2 separate regions of the Zea mays genome follow, and region 1 is linked to region 2. Evidence: chromatin contacts called from public Hi-C data. All regions are on one chromosome and are shown on one strand. Each heading gives the region's core, a stretch centred on a gene start, on an enhancer-like site or on the middle of the called end of the contact. The rest is flanking DNA. Distances are from core to core; before and after follow the strand shown.

Region 1 (2,700 bases), core at 31-2,530, 290 kb before region 2:
TGGAAGAAGGGTCTGCAGGCATCGTTCTCTGTGGCATACCAACATCGGGCTTGATGTCCTGAAGATTGATGGAGAGAGTATTAAGGAGTATTGTTGAGTGAGATAATAAGATAGGGTAGAAGGGATATGTTACAAGTTGCTGGTTCCTTGGATGAAGCTGCTGCTGCATAGGCATAGGCCTGAAAGGAGAAAGGGATGGATCATAGTCAGAACAGGGTCATGATAATTAATAGAGTTGATGAGAGTGGTTGTGGGTGGATGAGGTGCACAACAGCTTACCCAGTGTGGCTAGGTGGTGGTGACTTTAGAAGCGCGATCCTGTTTGCGTCTAGGAGATGCTGTGAGGCGTCGGAGTCAATAGGGTTGGGGTTCCTGACTCGGTCTTGCATCATTTTGGACGCGAGGACAGCGGAGACATCGGAGTTGAGGGCATTGATAGAGGCGGGAGGAGAAGCATCTCTTGTAGTGTGGAGGTGGGGGTTGTGTTGGTGCAGCAGCTGCTGGAGCCTCATCTGGTGCTCTCTGGACTAATAAAATAGAATCGAATCGATTGATTGATTGAAGACATGGGGGCACGCAAGTAGTAGAGGATGAGTAGCAGTAGTACACATACATCGTGAAGGGGATGAGGAGGAGGCGCCCCGGTCCCGGCGCCGATTGGCTGCTGTTGCTTGGCGGTGTGGTCGATGAAGGCGGCGGCAGTGGATGTGGATGAGGCTTTGGCGGTGGACGAATGGAAGATGTCCCAGAAGATGGACCACCACTCGAAGAGGAAGCCGCCGGGGGCGTCGATGGCGACGGGGTCGGTGGCGACCTTGCCCTCGGCGATGAAGGCCTTGGCGGTGGCCTGCAGGTTGCGCTTCACCAGGTAGTCATAGATGTAGACGTCGAGCCTGGACGGGATTGGGATTGGGATTGAGATTGAGATCAGGATCAGACAATCATCGTCATAAAATCAAATCGAAATCGAAAGAGAAGGAAGGAAGGAACTCACATCTTATCGGCCTCCCAGTTGGTCCGCGCCATGGATTGATTGATCTCGCGATCGATCCGCGAACCCAAACCAGGTTGCAGCCCACAGGGGAGGGGAGCTACTAGCCACTAGAAGCTAGCTAGCTAGCTAGCACTGGGTGGGGTGAGGGATCGAAGAGGGGGGCGAAGGGGCAGACGACAGCCGTTCCGATTCCGACGAGGGGGTGAGGGGAGGAAGGGAAAAAGGATGGATGGCGGCAGCCGGCAGGCAGGCACAGCAGCGAGGCACAGCAGCGGCCGGCTGGCTGTGTCTGCCTCTGACAGGAGAAATTTGCTATTATGGATGTCTTAAGATGCGGCTTCGACGATTTAGAGGCGTAGGCGAGTGATTCTCTATTATGGAAAACAAGGGACAACCCACACTTCAAAATGGACATGACCACGCCATTACCAGTTTTGAACGGAGATTAGGGCTGTTTAGACAGCCGCCGTCCCAGCGCCGTGAGTGCTCTGCTGCTTTCCCGTCTTCTCCCTTCTCGCTCTTCTCCTTCTCTCAAACGCACCAGAGAGCTCTCGTCTCGGACCGGCTTGAACTCCGCCTCGCCCGTGAGTTTCTCCACCCCCACCCCGCTGTTTTCCCCCCACCGACGGAGAATTTTTGCTGCGGGCCAGGAATTTTTGCTGCGGGCAGAAGAACTTGGGGTGCCTGCCGCGTCGCCCTTGTTCATGCAAGCAGTGGGAGTCGTCACCAGTTTTCCCCCTGAGAAGGTTGCTGCCAAACGTTGTCTAGGACCGGATTGAAGTGCGCCGCCCACCCCGCTGTGTTCCACCCCGATTCGTTGAACTTCTCTGCCCCATTCGTTGAACTTCTCTCCCCCAACCAGATCCAACTCGTCGTGTGTTCCTGGCCCGTTAGTTTCTGATGGATGATTTGGAGCTGTTCAACGACGCGGACATTGGCATTTCTCCCCCCCCCCCAAGGTAGTTAATATTGGTCGACCGTGCTATGATTATTGTACATATAACCATTGGTTTTGTAAATAATGTGTTGAATTACTGTCAGGTCCCACATTGTCTTCACCGCATAGTTCAAGTCCCTTACGTGGTCAGACTGCTAATAAGGTATGTCTCCCTGCAATATTGTAAACTATAGTGAGGTTAGCAAGGTATGTGAATTCAGTTGGTCATGCAGGACAACGATTGGGAATTTTTTGTACTAAGCGATTTTTGGAATGAGGAAGGGAGACGTGATGTTCCAAGTGAGATGCAAATGTATTCTGAACTAGGTCTGAATGAAGAGGACAAGGCAAAGGAAAATCAAAGAGATGAATCCGTTTTAGGTGGTACTAGTAATTTGGATCAATCGGAGCCTATTAATTTTGGAGACAATAGTATAGACCAACCAATGGAGGACTTCCTACCAAATGAGAAGAGGGTTGTGTATGATAAAATGAATCTGTCAATGCAACCTGGTAGTTTGTTTCCCAACATGAAAGAATTTCGAATTGCTATGAGGCAATATGCCATAAAACATGAGTTCGAGCTAGGAATAGAGGTAACTTCGACTACCAGATACGTCGGATATTGTAAAGGTGATGATTGCCATTGGAGGATTTATGCACGGGAAGAAAAGAAAGGTTTACCGACCATTGTGGTATGTTAAATCATACATTTGTACCACAGCTATGTTGTGAATTTATGGTATGTTTGTGTGCATAGTTGTGATTC
Region 2 (2,889 bases), core at 301-2,800:
GTGGTCCCACCAGTGCTCGCTCGTCTTCCTCCCGGAGCCACGCGACATCGTCAGACAAGCTGGCCCCGAGCAAGGACGTCGCTGGCCCCCGAGCAAGCTGGCAGCACCGCGAAGGGTGGCAGAAGCCACACGAGTGGGGAAGCAGCAGCTGCGACTGCGAGGATGAGGCACGCTAGAAAGATGAGCCAAGGCAGCCATGCGACCGGAAGAGGCGGTGAAGCACGCGCGGATGCCTCATGCCTGGGAAGCGAGGACTAGGCACTCGCTCGATGGATGGCCGTGAGGAGAGACACAAGTGTTGGAGTCAAAAGTGGAGGTGATGGTTCCGATTTAATAGAACAATAAATTATATTAAGTAAGTTTGTACATTAGAGAGTGAGATATAGAGACCGAATTTAAGGGATGTTGTTGGAGATAGAGAAGATACAGAAGACGGAATCATTTAGAGAGTGCTGTAAAGTACAGATAATATTTTTTTAAATGATGAAATTCAGGGGACATTGCTGGAGATAGCCTGATCTAAACCATCCATATAAGGGACCGGTGTTTATCAGATCCACTCGGTTACTTGAGAGGAGAGGAGATCCAAGAAACGCAACTTAGAATAATGGCTTTGAGATGATGAAATTGAATGAATACATTATTATCATGTGGAAACTTATGAAAAGAAAAAAGATGTTTGACAATATTAAGAACATGTAAAAATAACATGCAATACCATACACATTGCGTTTAGATGTTCAACATGTAAACTTTAGATGATTGGAGTAAAGTTTGTGGCAATGAGATACGAGATGTTTAACATGGTGAAGAGGGGTGGAGGGGAAAGAAGATATGATAAACATTGTTAGGAAAGATTTTTTTGGCTTTGATACCATACACATTGGTTGTAATTAATAACGTGCTTATAGAATCGTAGATTACTTGAACTCCCAATATAACATCGATTATCTACAAATAGAACTACCTATATTTAGGCCATGTTTATATCCTTTCAAGATTATATAATCCAACTTATGGATTATATAAACACCTATTGACCTGTTTATGGATTATCATAATTTAAGTATCTAGATTTCATAATCCATTCAATAATCTATATTGTTTGTTTATTTCTCAACTTATTGGAGTTGTTTGTTTGGGATTAAAGCAAACCGTTTAGATTATAGACACAAAAACTGTAGAAATAGTATCAGCAGATGCAAAAAGAACAAATTCAATTAAGTTGAATTATATAATCTAGAGGGTAAATAAACATGTCTTTAATATCTTCGAGATTAACATCTAATAAACTATCCTAGACCAAAGCTTACTTTAATTGCTGGAAGAATGCTGTACAAATAATGGTGGTCGGGAAGCCAACCCAAAAGAGAATGGATTTAAAAAAGTTGTGAAAATCAAAAGCGGTCGGAAAGCAAAAGAGGCGAAGAGAGCATAGGAGAGCAAAGCAAAGCAGTAAAGACACTGAGCAGTGAGAAGGCCAGGAGGGAGAGCCAACGCCTGGCAAATGCAGTGCAATGGCCGCCACCCACCGTCCCATTCCTAGCTAGCTTGGAGCCTTGGCAGAGCAGCAGCCAGCAGCCTGCCCAGCACAAACCCAGCAGGGAAGGAAAGGAGAAGAGAGAAGGAGAGGTCGAGGCGAGCAATGGAGGTCGTCGCGTCCTCCGACCAATATCGCTCGTCCTCCTCTTCCGCCAGCAGCCCCGCGCGCCGTTACTACCTGCCCAAGCCCGGCGCGCTCCGCCGCCCCATCTCCTTCGAGGACTCCCCCGACTGGGACGACATCCACCCCGACGACACCATCCACCTCGCCACCGCCGCCTCTGCCTCCATTTCCATTGCGAGCAGCGCCTACCCCTCGCCTTCGCCCTCCCTGCCCCAAGGGTCCTCCTCCGCCTCTGCTGCATGCCGCGACCGGAAGGTGGCCGGAGTTACCCTCGTCTGGAAGGACCTCACTGTCTCCTCACTCGCCGCAGCCACAAACCGCTTCTCCGACCGCCTCGTCAAGAGCTCCAACGGCTACGCGCTGCCGGCCACTCTCACCGTCATCATGGGCCCCGCGCGCTCCGGCAAATCCACCCTGCTCCGAGCAATTGCAGGTTTACTTTCTGTTTGTCTCTCCCACAAATCTGTTCTATTCTATTCTATTTTGTACCCAAAGCATGAACTTTCGTTTTCATTCATGCTATTGCTCAAGGGAGTGTTTGAATGCACTAGAGCTAATAGTTAGGAGGTGTTTGAATATACTGGAGCTAATAGTTAGCGGTTAAAATTAGTTGAGACATGCAAACACCCTAACTAATAGTTCAGCTATTAGCTATTTTAGTAAATTAGTTAATAGTTAGGTAGTTATTGGTTAGCTAGCTAATTTCACTAACAATTTTTAGACAACTAAGGGGGTGTTTGAATGTACTAACAAATAGTTCCAGCCACTGACTTTTAACTTCCACATTTCCCTTTCCTCACTCCATCAGGGAGGCTCAGCTCTACTGAGAGGATATATGGCGAAGTCTTTGTCAACGGCGCCAAGTCTCCCTTACCATATGGATCATATGTAAGCGCCTTCTTCCTAATTTTGCATCTGAAATGGCACTAGCAGTACTTTCAAAAGCTTTCATCAGTGTCAGTGGGTACATTTACGATTCCCACTACGATGTTCACATCCAGGGAAAACGCAAGTTACAACTTTTCCCAACTTGCAACAACTAGTACACTAATTAGGTTTATATCAAGCAAAGCTAGTACATTTTGCATGGGTCAATCACAATGTTCTTTCATCCATACTAGTACCAGTCATTCTATAAGCTTGTATGCTTACATTTGTTGATGATACAGTAATGGAAAATTTACCACTGCTCTTTGGGGCACTTTCAGGGTTATGTTGACCGA

The links. A called contact is a pair of places that touch in the nucleus more often than the background predicts.
Region 1: a contact with region 2 is called in a Hi-C map of tassel, with 2.9 times the contacts expected there. The contact joins the promoter of LOC109943568 here to the promoter of LOC100194127 in region 2. A contact is called at or near these places in 2 of 25 Hi-C or Micro-C datasets (ear and tassel).

Annotation. Positions count from the first base shown.
Region 1 is chr1:307,317,057-307,319,756 of Zm-B73-REFERENCE-NAM-5.0, reverse strand. LOC109943568 reads left to right here and starts at 1,280. Exons shown (of 5, transcript XM_020547058.3): 1 at 1,280-1,953; 2 at 2,036-2,094; 3 at 2,165-2,626. The coding sequence starts at 1,899. It overlaps LOC100285229, which reads right to left and starts at 1,230. Exons shown (of 16, transcript NM_001367215.1): 1 at 995-1,230; 2 at 614-893; 3 at 280-527; 4 at 134-179; 5 at 1-58. The coding sequence starts at 1,026.
Region 2 is chr1:307,028,257-307,031,145 of Zm-B73-REFERENCE-NAM-5.0, reverse strand. It overlaps LOC100194127, which reads left to right and starts at 1,550. Exons shown (of 11, transcript NM_001350298.1): 1 at 1,550-2,099; 2 at 2,475-2,554; 3 at 2,875-2,889. The coding sequence starts at 1,646.